Linked DNA regions of Rattus norvegicus: region 2 is linked to region 1. Evidence: chromatin contacts called from public Hi-C data. All regions are on one chromosome and are shown on one strand. Each heading gives the region's core, a stretch centred on a gene start, on an enhancer-like site or on the middle of the called end of the contact. The rest is flanking DNA. Distances are from core to core; before and after follow the strand shown. Region 1 has its middle 59 kb from the start of Zfp648. Region 2 holds the start of Cacna1e (calcium voltage-gated channel subunit alpha1 E).

The links. Hi-C and Micro-C count contacts between places; a contact is called where the count stands out from the background.
Region 2: a contact with region 1 is called in a Hi-C map of frontal cortex, with 2.1 times the contacts expected there. The contact joins the promoter of Cacna1e here to the enhancer-like site in region 1. A contact is called at or near these places in 6 of 12 Hi-C or Micro-C datasets (the A7r5 cell line, the Rat2 cell line, frontal cortex and 2 more).

What each region holds. Positions count from the first base shown.
Region 1 is chr13:68,943,679-68,949,465 of GRCr8, forward strand. No RefSeq gene overlaps it. Among named protein-coding and RNA genes, the nearest start is that of Zfp648, 59 kb to the left of the region's middle. Within about 2 kb of position 1,528, at least 25 of the 93 cell types and tissues checked have an H3K27ac peak or open chromatin away from gene starts, as enhancers often do.
Region 2 is chr13:69,440,594-69,446,365 of GRCr8, forward strand. Cacna1e (calcium voltage-gated channel subunit alpha1 E) reads right to left here and starts at 4,217. Exons shown (of 47, transcript NM_019294.3): 1 at 3,942-4,217. The coding sequence starts at 4,210.

The DNA.
Region 1 (5,787 bases), core at 278-2,777:
GCCAGTCACAGGCAGAAGCTCCTGACACTTATTTGCAGGATCCTTGACAACCATTGTCTTATCCCATAATAGCCCTCTTCATTATAGTCCTCCCCAGAACCAGAATAGAGCTCCCTCGGTTCAGTATGTAGGGGATTTGTTGCAAAAACAAATGACAGTTTCCTTTCAATATTTCATCATCTAGTCGCACATTTTCGATACGTGGTATTTCTAAGTCAACAACCGAGGACAGCAGATGATCTCTTGGTGGGGCGGTGAACCAGAAGCAATCACCAATCTTTGGAGCTTCCCCTCTGCATTTATGGGCTCACAGGACCACCTGGTTCCTCATCACAGAGATCAAATGGACCATGATTGGGAAGAGCTGGAAGGCAGGGTTCTTATTCTTCTTCACAGCACCTGCAAGATGTAAGCTCTCTTGTGGCGGAGCTGAGCCGAATCTGCAGTTTGCTAGCAGCTCACACGGCTGTTCACACAGACATCTAGTTCAGGGGCTCGTTCTCAAACATGAGTTCAGAAAGCCTCAGGATCCAGGGGCATACAGGTTCAAAGGTTATCAGGACAGGGAGACAGACGCAAGCCTGCCTCAGGAGCAATACAGTTGGGAGAACAATGCAATCACCAACACCCTGTGGTTATTATTGTTTTTAATTACAAAAAACATAGTCCTTTAGAATTTTATTTTTTATTTAAAATGCAAAACATTAGCCTTCCTTGTGGCATTTTCCAAAGAAAGCAATGTTAGATATTTATCCTTCTTCCTCCTTCTAGCCATTATCCCTGCTGTACTCTTCCCACCCGTAGGACCCCCTTTCTGTTCTCATATCACTGGTCCCTTTGTCTTACCACCTTCCTCAGTGCCTCTTGTTCCCCCTCCCATGGCCTAGGTTTATACGCTGTGCCTACTCATACCCCCTTGTTTACATAATCCATACAGACACTGAAGGTTAGGATTTACGTATGAAAGATTATGCCTCCCTGACTCAGGATCACCTCACTTACCATCATTTGGAGATGCCCATTTTTCTGGAACTTCCATAATCTCACTTTCCTTCACATCTGGGTTTAAAAATGCCTCTGAGCCTTCGAGCGAACAGAGGAGACCAGGTTGTGTTGGGTTACCTCAATAGACCTCTGCACATAACTCTGGGATGGACTGATTCACTCCAGACCTCTCAAGTCTTTACATACTTGAAATGAAAGTGTTGAGAAGAAATGGCGTGCTCATTGACATTTGACCTACTGGCTCTTCTAGATTGGGGTCTACCAACTTTGCTGGGCACTCCTGCCTGCAGCTGCCACACAGCCCCCTGCATCCACCCAGCCCCCTGCATCCACACGGCCCCCTGCATCCACACGGCCCCCTGCATCCACATGGCACTGAAACAAACAAACGAATAAGCCAATAGCAGGACTCTGATGTCAAGCGCTTGTTTTCGGTGTGACATTTGGAAGATTGATAACCTGTGACTGCTAAGAATTATGCAGAGATTCCGAAGGCCCTCAGAGAAAACATTTTCCCCTCATGAGCAATGCAGTTCCCAAATTCCAGAGCCACGTGAGGAGTTGTTATGCCCTGCTTTATATTTTATTCATTTTAGTTTAAGCCATCATTTCATTTTTTTTTTTTTAAAAAAAGGGCAAATGATTCCTACAGCAAGAACCTTTACAGGCAGATGCAAAACCCTGTGCTGAAACTGGAAAAAATTTTTTTTAAATGCCAAGAAAAACAGTTAAACGTGTGTGGAGCATTAGCTAGGGAGGTGTGCATGTGTTGGAGTGGGGGTGTCTTCTGAGTCACTTCCCTAAATTTAGCAATGCAGTTTTTTTTTAAAAATAAGCCTTTAAGAGCTGTTTCCCAGAGATCCTGTTATTTCTCTGCATGTGCCTTACGTAAGTCTTTGTCACAGGCCTAAAGAACAGGCAGATAGGAAGGGTGTGGCCCCTTCCACAAAGAACCATGAAGTTCAGAAATACTCAAAGACTAAGGAACTCAAGCCTTCCTTTGGAGGCTGTCTGCTGGAGATGCTGTAAGCTAAGTGCTTCCCACTTTCATACTGTGGGACGGTTTGATATTTATTCACTTCTCCATGTGGAGTAGGACTGTCACTATTGTTAATCATTCCCAAGAGCATTGGCATAACTCTTACTGGATTCTTCAAGGCATTCATTTTCTTTGCCATCTACCCTCGTTCCTTTGTTCTCTCTCCCTCTCCCTTCCCCCCTCCTTCCTTCCCCCCTTCCCATTTTCTTTTCTGTAGATTCACCTCATGAATAATTTCTAAAAGATGTGGAAATCCATTTCGTCAGAGTTTGTTTCCAGCTTATGACTAGTAATTGCTCACATGGCTCCTCTGAGCTTCCTTTTAGCAATTGGTACATAACGACTGGGATTCAGAAGGTCTGCTAGGCACTTGTGTACTATGTAAGTGATGCTATTGAAAAAAAATGCCACTTTTAAGTTGGACAAATGACCTTCCCTTCTGTTGTTAGCTCCTCTTTGCTGTCTCTGCCAAGGCTTTTGTGTAGGATCAGTTCTGAGTGAAGAAAGGAAAAGTTATCCTGAAGGCAAATGCCCGCTTTTTTCTAGAAGCCCCTTCTGATTTCTGCATCCCCACTCTGGCAGTGTCCCCACCCTACCTATCCATAAACAAACCTCTTGCCAGTCTGCAGTCCTACTCGATCTTTTTCTGTCCTATTATGTTGCTGAAGAGTGACTGCCATGAATCCTAGCCAGATGGACACCTGGACAAAACTGACAACCAATGTCAGCAATTAATAACCAATAATGCATGTATATATTAGCCATCTAAGATAGTAAAAATTGTAACAGAGATTTATTTAGTTCTCACTATTATGGACATATTGCTTCTATTTTGGGCCTTGCCCTAGGCATGAGTTCACACTAGGTCCTCGCTTATATCCTTGAGGTAGAGAGAGAGATCCACAAGAGCACACTTTAAGAAGAGGAGACATATAGGTTGGTAGAGTAGTTTGGTGAGATAAGGTTGCAAAGAAGACTTCATTAAGATGCTGGAGACATCATCTGAGTGGGCAGAAGCAGCAAGATTGATGGAAGAGCATTCCATGCAGGGGAAGAGCAAGCACCCCTGAGGTGGGGACAACTCAGATATCCACAGATAGAGGGGCATGTTCCGGCAGTGTGCTGAGGGGAGAGGGAAATGGAGCTGGTAACCCCTGAATTGGCTACCATCAAGCTATGGCACTCTTGGTAACCCATGCTATGAAATGTTGATTTTAGGTAATTACAGCCTGAAGCCGTTTGAAGGTTTTGGAATCATCCAACTTAAGTATCAAGGCACCAAGCATTCCCTTAATATTATGACCTTGAACTTCAAAAACTAAGAACTAACTCAAGCCACACCCAGAAAGGGCTCCAGTCTGTCCTAGATCACAGTCCTAACCTCCCAAAACATCTGACCAACCCACTCTTCAGCTTCTCACATGCAGCAGAACGGCTTGGGTGCTGCCTCCCCCCTTTCTCATACCTCAGAGAGAAAACAATGTTTGTGTAGCCCATCTAAAATCCCAAGGTGTCTCAAGAGACACTCAACACACAAAGGGACTTTCTAGACTAGCTGACACTGTAAGATCCCTCTTGGTTCCCTTATTTGGCTCCCCTAGAGTTTATGACATTTCCTCATGATGCCACAGAAGCAGTGAAATAGACATTTAAATTGAAGCAAGACTAAAAACAGAAAAGTCAGCAATGATTAACAAGGCCTAGTTCACCTTTTAAAGCACTAGACAGCTTAGACAATTAAAGCATCGCTTTTGTGTGCTTTCTCCTGACAACCATAGAGTTTTTTTTAGACACATTCGGTCTTAGTTACTTGTCTGTTGTTGTGATAAGACACCATAATCAAGGAAACTTATTGAAGGAAGATTGTATTTGGGATTTAAAGTTGCAGAGGGTTAGAATCCATGACAACCATGGCACAGAGCATGGCAATAGGTTGGCAGTCATGGTGCTGGAACAGTAGTTAAGAGTTCAGAGCTTGAGGCAGAGAGAGCTAACTGGGAATGGCACAGGTCTTTTTAAAAACTCAAAGCCCTGGAATAGAATTGAAGACCCAGAAATGAACCCACACACCTATGGTCACTTGATCTTTGACAAAGGAGCCAAAACCATCCGATGAGGGTAAAAAACAGCATTTTCAACAAATGGTGCTGGTTCAACTGGAGGTCAGCATGTGGAAGAATCCAAATCGGCCCATTCTTATCACCCTGTACAAAGCTCAAGTCCAAGTGGATCAAAGATCTCCACATAAAACCAGTTACACTCAAACTAATAGAAGAGAAAATGGGGGAAAGCCTCAAACACATAGGCTCAGGGGAAATTTTCCTGAATAGAACACCAATGCCTTAAGCTCTAAGATCAAAAATCGACAAATGGGATTTCATAAAATTGCAGAGCTTCTGTAAGGCAAAGGACACTGTCATTAGGTCAAAATGGCAACCAATAGATTAGGAAAAGATCTTTACCAATCCTACATCCGATAAAGGGCTACTATCCAATATATACAAAGAACTCAAGAAGTTCGACTCCAGAGAATCAAATAACCCTATTAAAATGGGGTACAGAGCTAAACAAAGAATTCACAGCTGAGGAATATGGAATGGCTGAGAAGTACCTAAAGAAATGTTCAATATCTTTAGTCATCATGGAAATGTAAATCAAAACAACCCTGAGATTCCACCTCACACCAGTCAGAATGGCTAAGATCAAAAACTAGGTGACAACAGATGCTGGCGAGGATGTGGAGGGAGGAACACTCCTCCATTGTTGGGATTGCAAACTGGTACAACAACTCTGGAAATCAGTCTGGAGGTTCCTCAGAAAATTGGACATTGTACTCCCTGAGGACCCAGCTATACCTCTCCTGGGCATATACCTAAAAGATGCTCCAACATAAAACAAAGACACATGCTCCACTATGTTCATAGCAGCCTTATTTATAATAGCCAGAAGCTGGAAAGAACCCAGATGCCCTTCAACAGAGGAATGGATTAAAAAAATGTGGTACATCTACACAATGGAATATTACTCAGCTATCAAAAACAATGACTTCATGAAATTCATAGGCAAATGGATTGAACTAGAAAATATCCTGAGTGAGGTAACCCAATCACAGAAGAACACACATGATACGCACTCAGTGATAAGTGGATATTAGCCCAAAAGCTAGAATTACCCAACATACAATCCATAGATCATATGAAACTGAAGAAGGATGACCAAAGCACAGGTGCTTCACTCCTTCTTAAAATTATTCATAGTAGGGGATATGGAGGCAAAGTTTGGAGCAGAGACTGAAGGAATGGCCATTCAGGGCCTGCCCCACATGGGTATACAGTCTCTCTCTCTCTCTCTCTCTCTCTCTATATATATATATATATATATATATATATATATATATATATATACATACACACACACACATATATATAGTATATATATATACACAGTCACTGAAACTAAGAAGTGCATGCTGACAGGAACTGGATATAGATGTCTCCTGAGAGGCTCAGCCATAGCATGTCAAATACAGAGGTGAATGCTAGCAGGAAAACATTGAACTGAGAATGGGACCCCCGTTGGAGGAATTAGAGAAAGGATTGAAAGAACTGAAGGGGCTCGCAACCCCATAAGAACAACAATGCCAACCAACCAGAATTCCCAGGGACTAAACCATTATCCAAAGAGTACACATGGAGAGACCCTTGGCTTCAGCTGCACATGTAGCAGAGGATGGCCTTGTTGGG
Region 2 (5,772 bases), core at 2,967-5,466, 500 kb after region 1:
GTGCTGGCCTGCTGAGATGACCAAGTGGGTGAAGGAAAGACAATCTCCCACTGCCAATCTGTGATGTAGAATCTCTTAAGTCAGACATACCATTCCGTCCCTCCATCCCTGACCTGGAAAAAGTGCAAACACGGGCAGGCTATCTCACAAACTATGTGAGAGACCCCCAAGTGCCTACCCACATAACCATCCCTGAGCAAGGAACAGGCAGAATGGTAGTGTGCGGTAAAATGGACAGCAAGTAGCTTTCAGAATAGCCAATGCCCAGGGAAGAAAGAACACTTGTTAGATCTATTAGATGAGCAAGCAAGAAACTCCATAAAATGGGATATCACATTTTAAATCAGATTAGCATTTTTTCAAAGACTACGTTATCGTCTGCAGAAGAGAATATCGTGAGAAAATAAAATTATCTCCCTATGCAGATGTAGCTTCTAAGAAAAAGGAAATGCATTCAGAGTGGGCTGTTGTCTTTCCACCATCTTTCATGTCAAATCTGGGTTATTGTAGACATTTCCCTTCAAATCAGAACTAGACAACCCCTATTAAGAGCAAGAAGAGGCTCTCCTAAGTCAGCAGGTCCTAGAAGCACAAATTAAATCACACCTTTTACTTAGCTCATCCTTTCAGATCAATGAAATTAAAACGCATGACATGTAAGGAAAGCACCTAATCATCCTAGTTCCTCCGTGACTTTCTGTCACACAAAAAAAAAGAAAGAAAAGAAAAGAAAGGAAGGAAGGAAGGAAGGAAGAAAGAGAGAAAGAGAAAAGAAAGTACAAAGTTCAAAAAGTGTAGTGCACAGCAATCAAAATCTGCACCTGAATGACTGTGTGTTAGTACCAAAACAGGTCTTAACGGCATTTCCTAACAACGTCCCTGTTGTGAAAATCTGGCCCCAACAACGAACAAAGTAGTTGTTAAACTGGTCACTACCACCACCAGGAGTACAGTTAATTATTGATGCATTAGTCGCCTGCGTGTGATTTAGCAACTGTGAAGTGGGACCCAGGAGTCTGGATTTTGAACATGCTCTCATGTGATACAGAGGAGTCTCCTCGCTCTCAGTGAGATGCGAGAATCTAAATGACTTCACCTTGAATGATGAGTCCCCACTTTGCAGGTGTGCAGAAGTCCCCAAAGGATTCCATTAATAATAATGGATGCTTATTGGGTAATTAGGTAATGTTCCAGGCACTTGACACATTAACCCATTGAATTCTCCCACTAACTCTTTATCATCACCCCGATTTTACAGGTAAGAAAACTGAATCATAGAGTAGTGAAGTAACTTTTCAAGGTCATTGGGGTTTCTGGAGGAGCTGAGATTTGAACTCAGGCAGCCTAATTAGAGAGCTTTAAAGGTAACTTCTGCCCACACTGATTCTCAAAAGGTGAAGCAGAGATTTGGGGAAACTGGATGTTGGACACTGGAGGAAAGGTGACACTGGCTCCGATGCGGCTTGGAAGAAAATGCAGAGCCCACAGAGGCACAATGCTTCCACGTGGTCACCACCGGAGGGAATACGTTAGTCAGTTACACTGTACAACCAGAAGGGGAAAAAATCCAACCAGCTTCCCCTCAACATCTTAGCAGATGCTGTCTGAACAGGCTACAACAGCCTATGGGCTGTAGAAAAACTGTAAAATGTCTAAGTATGAAGACAGCAAAGGTGACTGGGACGGGACTTGTGGCCAAGGCACTGAGTATGACAATGGAATCCACTCCCTCCAGAATCTCTCCTTTGGCGATCCTTAGTTCATTTTGGCTAAAGGAGAGAAAAGGGGATGCATAAAACCTAGCAGCGCCTGGTTCTCAAAGCTCCTGGTGGAAAACCCGTGTCTTTGCAGCAGAAGTGACAAGAGGAAAAGGCTTTGGTGCGGGAAACGTGCTTCGTGTCCCAGTCCCGGAGCTTGAGCCCAGCCGGAAGTACCCTACGTGCTGCACCGGGTGACTAGGGAGCGGCGACCAGCCAGGGAGTTTTGATGGCGCTGTCCGAGGTGCCAAGGAGAGCTGCTACACTTTGCCATCTGCGGGACTGAGAGGCTGCTTTGTCTACTGCAAGCAAACGGAGAAGGGGGCTGTCGGGTTGGGGGGGTGTCCTAAGCAGGTCACAGGAAAGAGGCACCTGGTGGGTGGAAAATCTAAAAGAGCCGTAGAAGGCGGCGGTCGAGGGAGGGGACCTTCACTGGGAGATCGGTCCAGTACCGCTCTGAAGAGCTATTTGCAGCCGCAGCGTGCAATACAATGCAATCTGTCCGCTTTGTGCAGCTCACTGACAGGCATGACTGCAGGGGCCAGACCCCTCCCCCGCCCCAAGCCCCCATCTAAATAGTTCAACCCAAGCACTCTGTGGAGGTGGGAGGGGGAGGTGAGAACTGGAGAACAAGGAGGAGAAAGGGAGAAACCCAGCCAGGGGGTGGCTGTGGGAGGATGTGAACAGCAGCAGGAAGCACCACTGCTTAGAGATGCTCCCTCATTTCTAATGAGGTGCTGCCTAGAAGCACCATGCGCCAGCCAATCCCAAAGCAGCTGAAGCAGGGAACTGAAGAGGAAAAAAGAAAAAAGAAAAGGAAGGCCAAAAACTAGAGGTTGGGGGCTGCAGGAATTGTTCAGGCCCTGAGGGGAGTGAACTACATTGCAAACTAATACTTGAACACCCAGTCCCCAGCCTCTGCTTTCTCGCTGTTGCACACCTGAGGGGACGGTTGAGGTTGAGGGGAGGGAGCAAGAGGCAAAGAGGAGGAGTTTCTTCTGCAGGTGAATTCTTCCCAAGAACTGTGCCTCCACAAGCACCAAAGTCCCTGTCCTCAAGCCAACCCCCCCCCATCTAACCTCAAATCATTGGCTTGCCTCCTGTAATATCCAAAACACCCTACCACCCTCAACTCCTAATGGCCTTGTCGAGCATGCAAATTCTTAGTGCAGAGCAGGAGTAAGCTGCCTAATCAGCAGCCTGCATTTCGTGAGCTTGGTGAAACCCGCAAAGGTGTTCCTTCCATGGCCTTTTACCCCCAAAACCAGCACCACCTCCCTAGATGACCTAGCCACTCTTTGTGAAGAACAACACCCTTGCTTTTAAAGATAAATTGTTTGCACACCTCTGACCCTCAGCTGAGGGGTTCGGGCCCAGGAGACCTGTCTGGCTCAGGATACTGGGAGAGCAACCAGGTATGGCAAACATTACAAGAGTAGCAACCCAGGGCAAAGAAAGGATGAACACACCTCTTTGCCTGAAAAGAGAGCTCCAACTTTGAGCCATTTGGGCTGGTGGTAACATGATCCCCTCCCCTGACAGCCACTCACTTTCAGTAGAACTTAAACTTGGTCTCCAGAGTTAGCTGACTCCCTAGCCCAACGCCTGTTTCATGAGTATTCGTTTGTCTACCTGTATACATGGGTTTGGCTCCTGCTCTTTGGAGCTTCTGGTCTGATAAATCCCCTCCCAGAGCCTCAACTTCTCTGCTGGCAGACAGTACAAGCGTCTTCCCAGCTATTAGGAATGGGAGCAGAGGGATTGGCTTAAGTGGAGGAAAAGAGAGAACTGATTACGAAAGAATCCCTGAGATTCGAAGTAAGCCAAACCACATGGAGTGCAGCTTCTGAAAGGGTTAGGGCTTTGGGGGTGGCTGAGAAACAGACAAAGCCTAGAAAAAGGCAGATGCCTCCACACCAGGCACCTGAGTACACTAGAGATTTCTACATGGAAAAATAATCCCAAAAACCAAAAGTCTTACCTTGAAAATCACTAGTGCCCAAATAGGTCTCCAGGGCATCAGGCTTGCCCTTTGGATGCAAAAAGGTAGGGTGCACTTGAGCAAAGGGGCAAATTTTGGCACCAGGAAGGGTTGGGGAATAGATTCCATGCTAGGTGTCCCCCCCCCTCACCCGATGGAATGCAAAGAGGGAGAGGGAAGTCATGGTGGGCAAGAAAGGATATGGCCAATCGATGAGCTTCTTGGCATATTTCCTGACAATGTTATCTTCTCCGAAGATGAACAGGGATCTGTTGACCGTGAAACAGTTCTGCCGGACTGGTATGGGGTTGTACAAAGCCATAGTCCGCGCCCTCTGCGCTTTTGACTGCTTGTAGGCGGCCGCCGGCCCCGAGGCCGGTACGGGGGTTCCTTGTCGGTTCCTGCTCTGGTCCGAGTCTCCATCGCCTGAGCCTGGTCTGCCAACGACCACCGCCTCCCCGAAGCGAGCCATCCTGAAGTTTAAACAGACAGAAGACACACAAAGGTGATCGCCGAACACCCGCACACAACAAGAGGCAGAAAAGACACAGGCAGGCTCGGAGCCTTATCCACACAGGCGCAGGGACCACTGCCTCTGGGGACCCCTGCAGGCTCTTCAGCCTTGCTCTGAACTGTTGAATCTAAAGGCAACCTCTGCGAAGCTCCATTCCTCAAGGAAAAAAAGAAGAAGAAGAAGAAGGGGGTAGGGCTTCTAGAGGGAATATTTTCCCCAAAATGCCAGCGTGGGGTGGTGTTCAGGGACCGGAGAGGGGTGGAGTAGGCTGCTCCTCAAACATAGCTCCTCTTCTGGCACACGTACCACCTGGTTCAGAGAAAGGCAGGCACTGGCCCGCTAGGTAACAGTTTGCTGATTTATTGGCTGGGGTGAGGGGTAGAGAGGAAGAAGGAAATGCAAACAAAAGAACTTTGAAAAAAAATGAAAAGAAAAAAAGACGAGGGCCAGTTACGGTGACATGCTTTAGAACGCCAGCCCCTGAGAGTCCATAAGAAATTCCACAGCCAAGACTTGGCTCTTTAAATCTGCCAGCGGAGATGCATCCAAAGGTTGGAGAGAGGGAGATGGAGGTGGGGGGGAGAGCGGTACTAAGGTTCCTGCGTAAATCGCATCGCCCGAAAAATGAAGATAAGGAGTCGAACCAGCCGGAGAGGGGCAAATGACTTCACAGCTCCTGCGTTTGGGGTAGAAGTTGAGCAGCAACCAGAGAGCAGCGAAGCCCAAGTGCCAGCATCCGCCCAGAGCGCTCGCCGCCGCCGCCTCCCAGGATCAGCATGCAACAGCGATCCGCGGCTGCGCCGGGGAGAGGGTGGGAGAGCAAGCAGGCGAACGAGCGGGCGGGCGGTCGAGCACTCGCAACGAGGAACAGGTTGCAGTCAGTCTAGCTAGCGATGGCAGGGCATAGGACTTAATCCACGTACCGAACTTCCTCACCAAAGACCAGCTCTTTCTCCTCCCGGCCTTCCTGGCTACAGAGAGCAGAGATGATGCTTCAGGGCAGGTTGAAGAGCACAGCGCAGCAGCGCAGCAAGGTGGCCAAGAGGGACGCGGGGGCGGGGCTCTCAGAGTCCAGCGTGGTGAGGCTGGTTTGGCTTGTAGATTCGTTTTACTAAAGACTACCAAGGAAGAGTCGCCGCCGTTCCCTCAAGTGATGAAAAAGAGAGGCCCACTGAAGCTGGTGATGCCTGCGGACTCTCTGCAACAGATCAAGGACCTGTCCAGGAACACACTCTCCTTGGTCCTAGGAAGGGTACCCAGTTGTGTGCCTCTTGCAATGCCCTGCATAGGGTTCTGCTCGCTGCTGCTCTAGTGGAGGGTAGGGACACTCCTCCCCCAGGATCTTGTAGCCTCTGCTTCGGATCTCCTAGTTACCATCAGCAGGGATGCCCAGGGCAAAGAGAATGCCCTCTTCCTAAACCAACACTTAACAGGCCTCATAGAGAAGTGCCCTCTGCTTCTCTGGGACCTTCTGTCCTATGGGTCCTAAGGGACCTTACAAGGCAGCCTTTTAGCCTGGA